Linked DNA regions of Astyanax mexicanus: region 2 is linked to region 1. The links are chromatin contacts, called in public Hi-C maps. All regions are on one chromosome and are shown on one strand. Each heading gives the region's core, a stretch centred on a gene start, on an enhancer-like site or on the middle of the called end of the contact. The rest is flanking DNA. Distances are from core to core; before and after follow the strand shown.

Region 1 (7,880 bases), core at 1,607-4,106:
CAGTGCTTCAGCCAGCATGTTCTTTTGCTTGTGTTTTAGCCTTTGATTCTGCCCAATGCCCATCCACCAGTCCTATTTCCACACCCCAGGTTGCCAGGTATGGAACACAATAGCCCTGTGTCCTGATAAGTATTGCATCATCTCACACAGTGTATCTCACCCTATGTATACACAAACACAAGCACACACAGTATGATAAGAATCCATCTTCCTGCTACGTCATACTCAACAACAATACACCACTGCAACCCTCGTAACTGGATACCCCTGTTGAGGGATGAGGTAAGTAATGGAATATTATTGGCTACTGTACTTTACCAGAACTACATGCTGGAGGCTGTAGTATTCATTCAACATTTTTACTCATATATTGTGTTTGCTTTCTTTTCATTATATTGTATATCTGAAATAATAATGTAAGTATCATGTCCACATGTCCTGACAGGACTACAATAATGAACACATACTGTATCTATATGTCTATTTTAATGCTACAAATCATAATAATGACCACGCTGAATATGGTTTACTCAGTATTTTCTTACCACGCCATCACCTTTTTTTTTTTTAGGTGTGCCTGGCATGCATGTACACACATCACTCCTATTGTAGGCCTGTTAGCATTTTTAATATTGGCTATTCTGTATAATTGCTAACATTTATATATAATAGATTTTATATATATTTATACATCATACAGTCATGAGTAAATACACAGTTGAATGTGTTCTGACTAAAGACAGCTGCCCTTCACATTACCACACCATATATGGCTGTGCTGAGCCAAAGTGGGCCAGCACTGAGACTCTTCTGCAAATGCAAACAAAGCAGAATATCACCAGTTAATATGCAAATGTGAGTCTCTGGCATGTAAAAGTAGCTGAGGTGAACACTGGTCTTCACTTATAGGAAGTTTGGCATAAGCAGTTATTAAGTCTGGGAGGGGCGAGGAGGTACTTTTGGTAGGTGATACACTGTAGGTCTTACATAAGGTTTTTCCTTTAATAAATTCAATTGAATTCAATAATAATTGATGTATTTAAGTTTTCTCATGTTTCCTTTATCTGATATCATTTTTAGCATGAGGATGTAAAACCATTTAGTGCGACAAATTTGCAAAAAAAAAAAAAGGAACAGCATTGTAGTTTTATTGCAACTGACTGATTAAATGTGTTAAATCTAGGCCAATATAGGGCCCACATTTCAGTCGCTACAATATATTTTCTGTATCCATTTGAACTACAGATATCTATAACTACAAGCTTATGAAAAACAAAACAAACCAGAATATGTTTTATATTTTAGATACTTTAAATTAGCATTATTTTGCTTAGATGACAGTTTTGCACATCTTGTTCTTCTTCTCAGTCAGCTTTATGAGGTAGAGTCACCTGGAATTCAGGCTTTCAGTTAACAGCTGTGCTGAACTCATCAAGAGTTAATTACTTGAATTTCTTGTCTCTTAACGTGTTTGAGAGCATCAGTTGTAAAGTTATGAAGAGTTAGAGTTGTTATACAGTGAAAAACATTAAATATGAGTTTAACACTTTTAAAACTTTTGTGTTTGTTAAAAAATGTGTGTTTCTTCACAGATTTGAACTATTTAATAAAATTTTGATACTCTACATACTGTATAGTAGTGCGTCTTAAAAATGAAATGGCTCTCCAAACCATCACTGATTGGTGGAAACTTCACACTAGACCTCGAGCAGTTTGGACTGTGTGTCTCTCCACTCTTCCTCCAGACTCTGCTCCTTTGATTTACAAATGAAATGTAAAATTTACTGATGATCAGTGATGGTTTGTTTGGAGAGACATGTCATCTGCTGGTGTTGATCCACTGTGTTTCATTATCAAGTCCAAAATCTTACCGCACTTCATGCTTCCCTCTGCTGACAACTTTTATGGAGATGCGGATTTCATTTTCCAGCAGGACTTGGCACAACGCCCACACTGCCAAAAGTATCAATTGGTCTTACATAAAATGTTCTAATTTTCTGAATTTTGAGACACAGATTTTTTGGGGTTTTCATTTGCTGTAATCATAATCATCAACCATAAAAGACATAAACGCTTAAAACAGATCACTCTGTGTTTAAAAACATCTATATCACATATTTAACTGACCTATTAATAGTCTATACTGATTTGTACAGCTTTAAGATCTTGAGTGAGTGAGTGAATGAATGCATGCCTGTGTTTTTACTGAGACATTGCTATTCACATTAATCACACCATATATGGCTTTGTTGAGCAAAAGGACAGTGGAAACGAGTTTTACTGGAAAAGAAAAGCTGCTGCAAATACAAACAAGGCTGGATTTCAAAGCCTGATATGCAAAACAAGTCTTATGCAAAGTCTTTGTTTGGCACATACTCATACATACAAGTAATCAGACTTATATCTATAAAAAGAAACAAGAAGCAACACCAATTAAGTTGTCATGCAGTGTGATTATAGCACACTCACCTAAATACAGATCTGGCTATTATTATCATCATTATTATAAACTGCAGGATAGTGCTGGATGATTACTCAGCTTTCACACTTGATACAGATAAATGATAAAGTGTTAGTAGTGAAATACAGTCTGAGAGGAGAGTCTGTGGGCAGATAAGCTCTCTTACCTCCTGCTGGCTGGCTGGTTTAGACAGGGCCTGCTGCTGCTGCTGCTGGAGGAGGTTGAGCCACGCTGGAAGGAGGATCAGGGGGTTTAAACTGCAGGCTGCAGGCTGGAGGCTGGAGTCCTGAGTCCGGGCAAGGCAACACCCCTGTGAGTCAGTGAGAGAGAGAGAGCGGTGGTTAAAAACAGGGAGAATCCGGGCCTGCCCTGTCCTGTCTACCACTCCCCCTCTCTCTCCATACACACACGCGCACAGCAGGGGCGAGGCCAATCTCTGCGCTCTACCGCGCATGCGCACAGTGCCTCACCGCTGCCTTCACTTACAGTAATGTTAAAAGCAGCAGGGTGTGTTTACAAATAAAACTATATATAGTCTAGTTTATTTAACCTAAATCAGTTAAATAAACAGTACGAGACCAAAGTTTGGACACACCTCTTCTCATTCAATATTTTTCTTTATTGTTTTAATAAATGTGTCTTTTACATTGTAGATTGTAGAATATAGACCAAAATAAAAAATAAAAAAATTAAAAAGGGGGGTTGTCCTTCACAATCCCCTGATCTAAACCTGATCAATTAAGATGGTGATTGGGCTGTATGGGAAGCCCATTTCCGCCACCTAAAAAAAAAATCTTATTATTTTGAAGTACTAATTCATTATTTAGAGGTAGTAAACCATTATTTTGAGATATAAAATATAAATAGCCATTATTCTTTTATGTATATATACGTATGTATATATATATATATATATATATATATATATATATATATATATATATACATACGTATATATATAGTGAGAGAAAAAGAGAGAGAGAGAGAGAGAGAGAGAGAGAGATTTTATTTTATTATTATTTTTTTTAATAGTGGGAATGAGCTTCCATAGGGATGAGCTGGAGCTTCACAGCGTGAAGGGAAAGCAGCAACTATTGTTCAGCACCTCCAGGAACTCCTTCCTTCAAGACGCTGAGAAAACTATTCCAGGTGACTCTCCCTCATGAAGACACTGAGAATTTTATAAAGTATGAAACATATTCTGGTTTATTTAACACTTTTTGTTTATCTTTAGTATTAAATTTAGAATGTAAAAAAAAGAAAAAAAAAATGATTAACTAAATCAGCTCTATACATTTCTAGAAACATTACGTTTGATACATTTTCAGATGAAAAAATCAGATCCATTCATTTTCTGATCGAAAACAATTCAGATCCATAAAGTAAAAAAAAAAATCAGATTATTTCTCAAACCTCAAAAAATTCTGAGCCATAAATCTTTGGATAAAAAAATAAAACATACTGATTAAAAAGAGGCGTGTCCAAACATTTGACTGGTTTTTAAAAAGCTCAAGGGGTGGATTTGGCGCCATCTACTGTTCATTTTGATAAAGTGAGGTTTATTTATGAATCATAGAATAAAAACTAAATAAATTTGTGTAATAATGTTTATATCGTTTGAAAGCCTGTTAATTTCTCTTTTAAATAGAACCACATATGTAATGAACGTATATTCGTATGAGAAGCATTAGAGCTGAGCATGTTGAAAAAAGCCAAATCTTCTCTGCCAAACAGCTTATTTGAGTATTTTGCTGCTGCTATTAACACTTGTTTTAAGCTTCTGGTTCCCCCAGGTCCTGATTGGCACCTGATTGGCAGCACCTGTGATCACGAGCCCTGCTACAGTCCTGAGTCTGGGCAAATATTCATTCCACAAATGCATTTTCCTTACAAATGTGTCTCCATTAAAAAAAATGTACAGGCTTTCCAACAGAGGTTTATTGATAGGACGAATTATGACTATTAAGAATGTAAAGTTTAGCAGAAACATAAACTATTAAAAATAAACACCAGGCCAAAATCTAGCGATGCTTAAAAGCTAACAAAATATCTGCATTTTTTATATTTATATTAAATGTGTCTTACTTTTAATAAACTCGAAATATTCAGTAGTTTAATACATAAACTTAAAAAAAATGATCCATATCTTTCTAGATGAAAAAAAAAACGTTTAATACATTGTAAGATAAAAGCAAAATTAGATCTATACATTTCTAAGTTTAAAACAATTTAAATCCGTAAATCAGTATCATAAATTTCAGATTAAAAAAAAAAAAATGATCCATAAGATTTAGATAAAAAAGAAAACAAATTTACAAATTTTCACAGAAAAAAAAATCAGATTAGAACGTTTAGGAATAAAAAAAAAATACAGATCCATACATTTCTTGATTTAATATGTTTTTTTAGTCAGATTTATAAAGTTTAAAATAAAAAATCATCTTCATAGATTTTTAGATTTTAAAAATCAGGTTTATCAAAACAAAAATATGATTAATACATTTTTAGATTTAATATTAAAACAATCCAGATACATATATGTTCTGATTTAAAAAAAAAAAAAAACTGATCCACAAATTGTCACAAAAAATGTCAAAATGTATGGATCTGAAGTGTCCTAATCTAGAAATATTCTTAAATATAAAGTTCATAAATTACATTATTAAATATGGCAAGTATATTAAAAGTGAGGTTTAATTTAAATATACAAAATACAGTCTCAGTTACTTTTGTCAGCTTTTGAGCTCCATGTATTCCACAAGGTAAAACTGCAGAACCCAAAAATATATTTTGTTGTTTTCATTTGTCATATTTCATGTATTTTATATAAAACAGGACCCCAACACAGCAGAAAAAAAACTTTTTTTAAATAAAACATTTTCAGCATCACACTTAACATTCTTCTTGTTATATATATATTTTTTTATTATTATTTGTATGAATAAACAGTAAAAAAGCATGATGATTAGAATACTACAGTCACTGTAGTAAATTAAACTGAAGACTAGAGGGCAGTGTGACTCATTTTATGATTCAAAAGTTTCATCTGTGTTTATGCTTTGAAAATATTTATCATGGCCATCACTACTAAACTATATACACTGAAAAGTCTTATCGATTTTGTCTGATTCTCATTCCAGCCAAAGAGAACCACATATTGAGTGATCAGATATTTAAAAACTGAACAAATAATCAAGTGATTGAAAAGTACTTTTAAAAGGTGCATTGTGGTGCAGGCTTTTTTCAAAGTGAATTATAGGATGAGGACTTTAATAAACTGAATTTGCTGTTGTGATATATCTCCATGTTGGCAGTGGTTCTTTTATCAGTGCCATTAGCAGCACTATGGTTTCTCAGGTAAGCTGTTTTTAAGCAGAAAAACTTCTAGATAAACCTACAGACACCTTGTTTTTTTTTGTCAGAACATATATATTTGGCTTTGCAGCAAGGGTTGCAAAAGCATCCTGATGATATTAATTACAATATATTGTCTTTTATACTATATATATACTGCTTTTAATTTAAAATTAAATTCTTTTTAAAATGTGTAATGAAATATATATATATATATATATATAATTTTTTTTTTATATTTTTTTTTAAAGGAAGGAAACGGTAATACCTTCCTCTGCTGGTTTTAGTGTGGACTGCACATGCCCTAATCATGTACTATGGCTAAGCTCTGTCTCTCACCTGAGGCCCATTAATTAGACACAGCTGCAGCTCCTTTAGAGGACTGATGAGAACCTTTTTTAAGCAGCTCATTGTGGCTTGATGTTTGTAAAGTCTCTGATAGTGCTTCTCCATGGATGTGGAACCGAAGAATACTAGGTTCTTCAGTGCTAACTGTGACAACCGCTGTTGTGCAACACCCTCTGTTGATGATGTATGATGATACGTTTTAATGGCTCCCCTAAAACTGGAAACGTGGGCTGGTTTGCTGAAAAGCACCACAGTTCTTATAAGCCTAAACAGAGCCTGAGTTTTTTGGTGGATAAGCGCTATCTGTGTTAACTCACGATTGACGTGCATTCTGTGTGGATTTTGTTGTTTATTGACAAAAGCTTTGTTCTCTAGTGGGAATTAGTTGCTCATATATGAGTACTTCTACACTGAACTCAAATAGTCATGCAGTGATCCAATACATGTTTGGGTAGACTATGCCTTTAATGTAAGTTGTGTATGGTACAGGTACATCTCAAAATTAATTCAGTTTAAAATTTGAAACTCATATATTATAATATATTATTAGACACATATTAGAAATACATAGTGATCTATTTTAGGCATTTTTTTTTTTATTGTTGATGACTAAGGCTTACAGCCAATGAAAACCTAAAAATCAGTGTCTCCGAAAATTATTGAAATCATTGAAAAGTTACTTTATATCAGTAATTTAGTTCAAGATGTGAAACACAGATATTATATAGTGTATTATACAAAGTGAACACAAAGTGAATCTCAAAAAAGTAGACTATCATTGAAAAGTTACTTTAATTTAGTAATTCAGTTTAAAATGTGAAACTCATATATTATAATATATTATCAGACATATATTAGATATACAGAGTGATGTATTTTAAGCATTTATTACTTTTATTGTTGATGATTAAAGCTTACAGCAGATGAAAACCTAAAAATCAGTGTCTCCGAAAATTATTGAAATCATTGAAAAGTTACTTTATTTTAGTAATTCAGAGAGAATGTGAGTCATGTATTATATAGATGTACAGTATTACACACAAAGTGATCTATTTTAAGCATTGATTTATTTTATTGTTAATGATTATGGCTTACAGCCAATGAGAACCCAAAAGTCAGTATCTCAGAAGTCCTCAGAGTCCTGCTGGAACATGAAATCTTCTGCATCTCCCAAAAAGTTGTAGAGGGAAGCAGGGGGAAAACATGAAATAAATTGTATTTAACATTGTATTCATTCACAGCCAGGTATCTTCTTGTCAATACAATATCCCTATGTTTTTTCTTTTTTTTCTTTTTTTTTTACAAACGTAAAACGAGTTATTGAGGTCATGATCAATCACTCAAGGTATGAGTTTCAGTGTATCCGGAAAGCATGAAAACATGAAGACCAAGAAGAAATAAACTACCAATATTGATGATCAATCATAGTCTCTTTTACAGTGTCCAGCACCAGTATTTGGATCCACTCACTGTCCTGAGATGAAGAGCTCAGCAGTGTATTACAGTCACTCTGTTGTTTGGGATTGTTGATTTTGTCCTCCAGGTGGAGCCGTTCACCGTCACATGCGCCTGGGTGAACCGGGCCTCCTTGAACTTTTGATCTTTGCCTCAGTCATAACCCCAGCTCGGATTAGCTGTAATGTAGACTGGTTTGGAACAGCTGTCTGGGGAAGAAAAGCTGCGTGTAATGAAGGTGATCTAACTCCGCTCTGAGAGC
Region 2 (7,880 bases), core at 1,668-4,167, 340 kb after region 1:
GCATGTAAAGTTAGGAAGTTTCTAAATATTGCATAAACTATTGTGTAGCAAGACTTTATCTTGAGTTTTTTTTGTCATTACTTTAAAAAAACAGTAGAAATGGTAAATTATATATATATATATATATATATATATATATATATATATATATATATATATATATATATATATATATATATATATATATATATTTATATGTACATTCATAAAAAAATTAGTTGGAATCCCAAACAGATGCATATTCTATAAATAAATTTAAAAAAATAGCTTAGTTTTCCTTTTTTTATTGATTATTTTCATAATGTTGTACTGGGATGCTGTCCAAAACTACTCACATGAGCTAGCCAGCCATTCTCCACTTGGACTGAACTTGACAGATGAGACGGCTTTTGTGTGGCCAGCTAATGTGAATTTCAAGGTGTAGTTTGGCTTCACTGGTGCCGACTAAAAGAGAAAAGATTAAAACAGATATAAGAGAACAGTAATGTACAGCCAACCATGAGATTTTGGAGGGTGACGGAAGGGTTTTACCCAAAATAAACACATAACAAAACTCTGGCTCCTCACCTTGCTCTGGCTGGCAGATGCAGCTGAGGACGTCTGTGTTTTAGTAGCTTCAGTTTCTGGTTTCTTCTCCTCCGTTGCCATAATGACAATGTCTCAGGAAACAGATTAGAGAATGCAGGCTCCACCTCCGCCAGACTACAATACAAAAAACAATCCAACAGAAACATTTAAATAATGTTCACATACAGGAGCTAGGAATAAAGAAAGAAGAGAACTGTGTTCACTGGTTGGTTGATGGTTTATCTATGTAACAATCACAATAAAACACAACTTTTTGTATTTTTTAAAGTATAACAGAGATTCAACTACTACAGTTCGGTTCTTATGGACTAATGGAATAAAAATGCAGCTCACAATATCCAAAAATAAGCATTATTACAATAACCTGATTGTCTTAGATCATTGCGAACATCACCAAGAGCATTAACAATGAGGAGGTAGAATAGAGTATAATAGAGTATAATAATAATAATAATAATAATAATAATAATAATAATAATAATAATAATGTAGTAGAATAATGTAGTAGAATAATGTAAATCTAAATTGCCTTAATCTAAATGTATCCAGTGGTTATACATGACAGCACTATACCTCAGGTATCTTTTTATAAGTATCTGGGTGTCTACACTGAGAGTACATTAGAGTGGTCAACCCATAAAGCAATTTTTGAGGAGTCTGTTCTTAAGTTAGCAAAGCGAATTACTTTTGATCCTGACCATGTTTTTTTTTCTCCAGAGTATCAGCTCCTCCATTTTTGTATCTGCTTCTATCACATTTCTTAACGCTAACAGATGATTTATTTTTACTTGTTTAATGATTTTTTATGTTCATTGTATTGTACTGTTTTATACTGCATCATGTCTGTGAAAAGGCAAACGTGATTGTATTGTCAAAATAGCAGGATGCAATTTTGGGTGGCCCAAAAAATATTCCCTGGGGGACAAGAGAGTAAAGTAGAGTAGAGTAGAGTAATAATAATAATAATAATAATAATAATAATAATAATAATAATAATAATAATAGTGTAGAATAACGTAATAAATATGTAATAGAATAGAGTAATAATAATAATGTAGTAGAAAATAGTAATACAGATGCAGCAGAATAGAGTAATAATAATAATAATAATAATAATAATAATAATAATAATAATAATAATAATAATAATAATAAGTTTAGTAGAAAGTAATAGTAATGTGGAATAGAGTAATAAATATGTAATAGAACAGAGTAATTATAATAATGCAGAGGTTAAAAATTATAATACTAATAATAATAATACTACTACTAATAATAATAATAATAATAAAAGTAATATTGTAGTAGAATACAGTATTAATAATAATGTAGTAGAATATAGTAATAATAATGTAGTAGAATAGAGTACCGTTAATAATTATATATATGCAGTAGAATATATTGTTATGTAGTAGAATAGAGTAATAATAATAATGTAGAATAGAGTAATAATAATAATATTAATAATAATGTAGAATAAAATACTGCAGTAGAATAGAATAATTATAATTATAATTATAATAACAAAGTTTTTTTCGGACAGAAACTAAAACTTCATAAAAATCTATTATTTTCAGTAGTTAAAGGTTAATTCACACACATCCTGAGAGGCAATGTTTATGTACCTAGTCAGCCAAGTAATCAAAATATCAGTCATTCATCATTAAGAATAAATTATATAAATGATTAGGTATACATGTAGCTCCATACATTTGTTAGTTATAAGGCACACATTTATATATATATATATATAAAAAATAAATTAATAAATATTAGTAACAGGTTAGTTAGCTATAAGCTAACGCTAGCTCGTTAGCTGCAGGAGGCCCAGCTAAGGATCGAGTCTGCGCTATAGGAAAGAAAGCTGGAGGCTAAGCTAAGCTAGTAAGCTAGGCTATCTGCTAACACATTAGCGGGCTGGCTAACGCTACAGAGAGCCAATACTAATATATTTAATACAGATTAAAATATCTGTAGCGCAGAATGAATATAATCTGATTTATGCGGCGCTGTTCACGGCCTGGTTACCCTCGCTGTTTGGTCCGTTCTCAGATCAGATCTGCTGAATTCAGTCAGGGTATGTTTAGCTCCTTTCTCTGCACATGCAGCTCCGCTCTCCCCCCATTCAAACCCTCGCACTGCACTCACCGGCGCTCTCCGATCCCCGGCGAGGACTTAAATAAACCCGTAAAGGATCCGAGAAGCTCGTCCCGCTGGTTTTAAAGCCTCAGCAGAGGAGAAACACCGCGTTTCGTGTTTACATTGACTGAGCTGGGTCTGATGGAGGAGCTGCGGCTCAGGCGGGGAAATGTGGCATCATGGAGAGAACAGCGCCGCGGCGGAGAGACCGGGAACTACAGCAACGGCAAGCCTGCAGGGACCATTCCAGAGAGAAGACCCCAATGATTAACATTGACACAACGTTGTCTACTGTGCTGTTTCTCAATCTGCACTGTCTGCAGTAGCTAGTAAAATAAAATATTCAGAAAAACGAGCCAATCAGGAAAAGCATCTTGTCTACATCAACCTGTGAATTAGTATTTCATGGCCTCTGTTATTTGTGCAAAGTAAATCAGAAATCAGAGTAAAGGAACAAATGGTTAGAATTTGTCTAAAGAACACCACAGCGAATGATAACAATCGTGATACATCGTCATATGATATTATGGCAAAAGCCAGCCACACAAACTAATTATTAAGTAACATTATTATTGTGAAATCACAGACTGGACTGAGGTACTTTTGCGGTAGAAATTAGTAAAGGCTTTCATTTGTAGGGCTAAACTTAGGTACAGAATGGCAAGACAAAAGTCACAGTAAACAGACAAAATAGATCAAATATAAAATAGGCAAAATGGAACAATGGTGCTTAGTATACTGCCAAAAAATGGATAATACTTAATGAAAGGAAATATTGCAATATGTTATTATGACTACTTATATAATTCCATACTTCCCAAAATTACATGCACAACATAATCTCTATTTAGAAATGATTTATTCTTTCACAGAAAATCCTTACTTTTTACATTGTCACACCTTTGTGCTTATGTAACATAATATATTGTTATTAATACCTTATCCTTATTAATAATAATTGAGAGATCTATACACAATATAGTTCTCTTATTATATCACTTTCCCAACATGAACTACAACAGATCGGAGCAGTGTGAAGCATGCGACAGAGCGCATGCGCAGCGCGCTTCTCGTCCCCACATCTGCTTCTGCTACCTCCAAATAAGAGCAGCGGCGCGGAGCAGCACCAGCTAGCGGCCCTCGAGAGCCCCGACAACAGTAATATATACACTCTTTTCTTTATTTCTAAAGAGGTTACACACTAATAGTAGCCGCGGCTGTGCGGGGGTGTCAGTGCTTTATATCTCGGCCATGGGTTTGAGGCTGTGTGCGCTGTAATGTGAGCTTATTTAGTTAGCTGTTTATCTGCGAGTTGCTGAGTACTAGCCTAGCATTGTTTTCAACAAAGCTCTCCGTCTGCTGCAGACAATACGAGCCCAGCGCCCGACCCCGCTTCACCTACAGCGGGCTGGATTCACCGCGGAACCCGCTCGCGCATCAATTTAAATCTTCTCTTTGGGCTAATTGTGCTTTTATATTGGTGTAGGTTTTGTTAGACTCATATTTTGACAGATTTTGTGCTGAAATGGGCTGCGTTTGATTAGCATTTTAGCGTAACTAGCTTAGCTGCGCTAGCTAAAAGTGCCCGCCATCTTTTTGATGGATGCTGCGTTAGCATTAGCTGGGATGCTAAGCTAAAGTACGCTAAGCTAACGCGAATCCCATTAAATGTATGGTAAGGCTAGGCTAAGCTAACCTAATGTTTATTTCCCTCCATTAGCAAGGATAATTAGCTAGCTAGCTGTGGATACGCCTTACTTTCACAACAGCTGTTGTTACTTAGTGTAGTTTATTATATATCTAGCTATTTACCCAATGTGTGTGCTAGTAAATTAATTTAGTTAACCTAATTTTCCTTTTTATCAGTGCCTAAGACATTCAGCTGGCTGCCTGTATTAGCTAACGCTAGCTAATTGTGGTAATGTAACTTAGCTAGCTACGCTAGCTGTCTACGCTTATTTTGTGGCTAGCTATCTGCTGCTCTTTCTGTTCAAAACAGTTAATAGTTAGTTAGCTACTCAACTAGCTAGATAAATGTAATATTTTAATAAAACTGGCTCTCCTCTCTTGTCCTAAAATGTTAATACTTTTCAGTCAGCCCAGTCTGGAGGTTTGAGAATGAATGAAGAGTGTGAGCAGTGGGTCGTATTGGGGCAGTAGGGCAGCTAGCTTTAGCTTAGCTTAGCTAGCGCCTGTTTACGCGGGAGGTCAGCCTGAGCCCTGGGGTCACAGTTATCAGTCATACGTGGACTTAAACTATAGCTACGTTTACGAACTTTGTTACATCTCAAATACACTTATGATAACCTTTTATGTATGAAAGTTGGATCTTTTTATATGTTTAACATTATCATTATTACCTACAGACGCATGGGCAGGGGGTGTGTTTTGGCTGAGTGTAGTTAGAAGTGCAGTGCACTGATTTCCCACCTTTTTCTAGGTAACATTAGTTTAAGCCAGAGAAGCTGTCAGTGTGTTTCTATGTTTCTGTTAAAGCTGGGAGGTTAATCAGGCTAATGTGTTTAATGTGATTTTCAAAATGGTGAAATCAAGATTGTGCATCTTTACATATAGAAGCTTTTCTGTTAGAAAACTGTAAAGAACTCTCGTATGTGGCAGGGCATTTCATAGATTAATGTTACACTTTTCTTTAACTAAAATACAATGAGGTTTGCAGCATTTATTTACTTAAGAATATCAAGTTTTTTTGTAAATATAGATCAGCCTTAATACCATTAATTTAATCAATCACACCCTATATTTAAGCTGGTTGATATGGTTTATTGCTATTTTATTTATTTATGTTAATACAAAAATATACAACACAAAATTAGCTAAGAATGTCCACAAAGGATGACTTATTCTAGGGCTGGGTGATAATGTATATATAAAAAAAGTTTGATACAAAACTCTCTAGTTTCTTATTATATGAGTGAGTGTTTTACCTCTTACGTTTTTGAATTAAGGAACATTTTATTGTTTAACTGGCATAAAAATACACTTTGGAAACCGTTATGGTTTGATGCCAGTATGTAGTAAGTGGTTAATGGGAAATATTGTGTTGTGTTAGGTTGCTTAAATGCATGCTGTTATGAGTATATAACTTAGTGTGTTTATAACAAGGTACTGTTTATTTCCACCTTTGTAAGAGAGTATTTTAATTGCCTGGCTGTGAAAATAAATGCGGAAAAGCACTTAAACTATGATATTTGTTTCTTGTTTTTCCACAGGTGTCAAGGTCTGATTCTGCAATGGGATGTAGTCCCTCTTGGATGAGTGAAGAAAAGAGGGAAGACCAGTGCAAGTTTCTGTTGAAAAATACATATTAACACAAGTCTTGTGAAGAGAAAGCAAGCGGCCTGAAACTGCAGCGCTTTTCCTATAAACCGAAATGTCGGATGTTACCTCAGCTACTTCAACCCCTCCTCAGACTGGTAACCCCCCACCTCCTGAGGTGACAAACCCCACTAAACCCGGCCGTAAGACGAATCAGCTCCAGTACATGCAAAATGTAGTGGTGAAGACTCTGTGGAGGCATCAGTTTGCATGGCCTTTCTACCAACCTGTTGATGCTATTAAGCTGGGACTGCCGGTGAGGGCTTTTAAATGTGATCTAGACATGTGTATATGTTAGCATCACATAAGCAGTTGATACAAATTAAGTTAAGTTAAATAGGTTCTGCAACGTTTTTAAATTATTTCAGCTCTTAATTATCCATTTATTTCCTTTCTTTTGCTTTTTACTTTTGTAAATCGAAGAGAACAACATCCTTAATTTGAGGAGGACATACAGTTCTGCTTACATACTAAACATTAGTGTTTAATATTAGTGTTTATTGTCAATATAACATTTGTTTCTGGTTGTAAAATTGTACTGCAAGTATGTGTTCTTGTGTCTTTTAGGACTATCACAAGATAATAAAGAGTCCAATGGATATGGGTACCATCAAGAAAAGGTTGGAGAATGTGTTCTACTGGAGTGCCAGCGAGTGCATGCAAGACTTCAACACAATGTTTACTAACTGTTACATCTACAACAAGGTGAGTCTACTGGTTTCTCAGTCTCACACCTTCTAATGTTGCTCACCTCTGCATCAGATCTCATCTTTTGTGTTTTTTGTTTAGCCAACAGATGACATTGTCTTAATGGCTCAAGCCTTGGAGAAGATCTTCCTGCAGAAAGTGGCCTTGATGCCTCAGGAGGAGGTGGAGTTGCTTCCTCCGGCCCCTAAAGGCAAGGGCCGTAAAGGAGGACCAGGTAAATGTGTAGTCATAGCAGAAGTGCTGGTTTGGTCTGTTGTGACATAGCACCACTGAACTTCTGAAATCCTGCTATTTGATATTTTTTCTGTTTATTTAGATGGCATTTTGTTTCTGCTTCAATTCTGTTCAACCATGTCATTATAGCAATATTTAGTCTGCATATCTTTGTATTTTAGTTTATCGATGGAGAAAGTCTATTTTGAGCTACAAATATGTCAATCAGCTTAGAGTTAATTTAGTAATTTATACAGACACAGTGGAGCTCTCAGGATCTGATACAAATTTTATTATTATAAAATTGTGTCAACATTTTATCTGATTTAATTTAGAATCTACCACAACACTAACTTTTGCCTTGAACGCATGTAAAATATGGGAAAAAGCATGGAAATTTCATGGAAGTTGATTGGTTAAAAAGTGTATGAACCCTAAATATAAGTTTGTACAGTAGAGCACAATACCAGAAGCTGTATGTGCTGGAGTTATCTGTCCAATAACATAGGCAGAATTAGGTGCAAACTGAAGTAACTAAGAACAAATGTTTTGGTAAACTAGATCAATATGGCCCGTAGTTAATTGTTTCACTTGTAATGCAGGTCAGCAGGAAGTGTCCCCTGGATCTCCAGCCTCAGCGTTTCCAGGTGCCACATCACCAGGCCCGCAGACGCCAGTCATCTCCTCTCCTGCAGTGCCCACCATCACCCCCACCACACCCGCTGTAAAGAACACGACCGCTGCCTCAATCATGCCTGCCATGCCCCCTTCGCAACCTGTTATCAAAGTAAGTCACAGGGCCAAGAGACAAAATCATCATCATCTAATCATCTTCATTTCAGCCGTGTGTCTGTGATTATACCTCACCACCATGTTTCTTTTGTCCCTCTGTGTGT

The links. Hi-C and Micro-C count contacts between places; a contact is called where the count stands out from the background.
Region 2: a Hi-C map of muscle shows a contact between it and region 1, with 7 times the contacts expected there. The contact joins the promoter of wdr5 here to the promoter of gsna in region 1. A contact is called at or near these places in 2 of 3 Hi-C or Micro-C datasets (both in muscle).

Annotation. Positions count from the first base shown.
Region 1 is chr17:44,187,876-44,195,755 of AstMex3_surface, forward strand. gsna (gelsolin a) reads right to left here and starts at 2,857. Exons shown (of 17, transcript XM_022676560.2): 1 at 2,628-2,857.
Region 2 is chr17:44,524,839-44,532,718 of AstMex3_surface, forward strand. wdr5 (WD repeat domain 5) reads right to left here and starts at 2,918. Exons shown (of 14, transcript XM_007253952.4): 1 at 2,737-2,918; 2 at 568-702; 3 at 336-444. The coding sequence starts at 648. It overlaps brd3a (bromodomain containing 3a), which reads left to right and starts at 3,786. Exons shown (of 11, transcript XM_007253951.4): 1 at 3,786-3,885; 2 at 5,958-6,319; 3 at 6,631-6,768; 4 at 6,853-6,985; 5 at 7,587-7,771. The coding sequence starts at 6,119.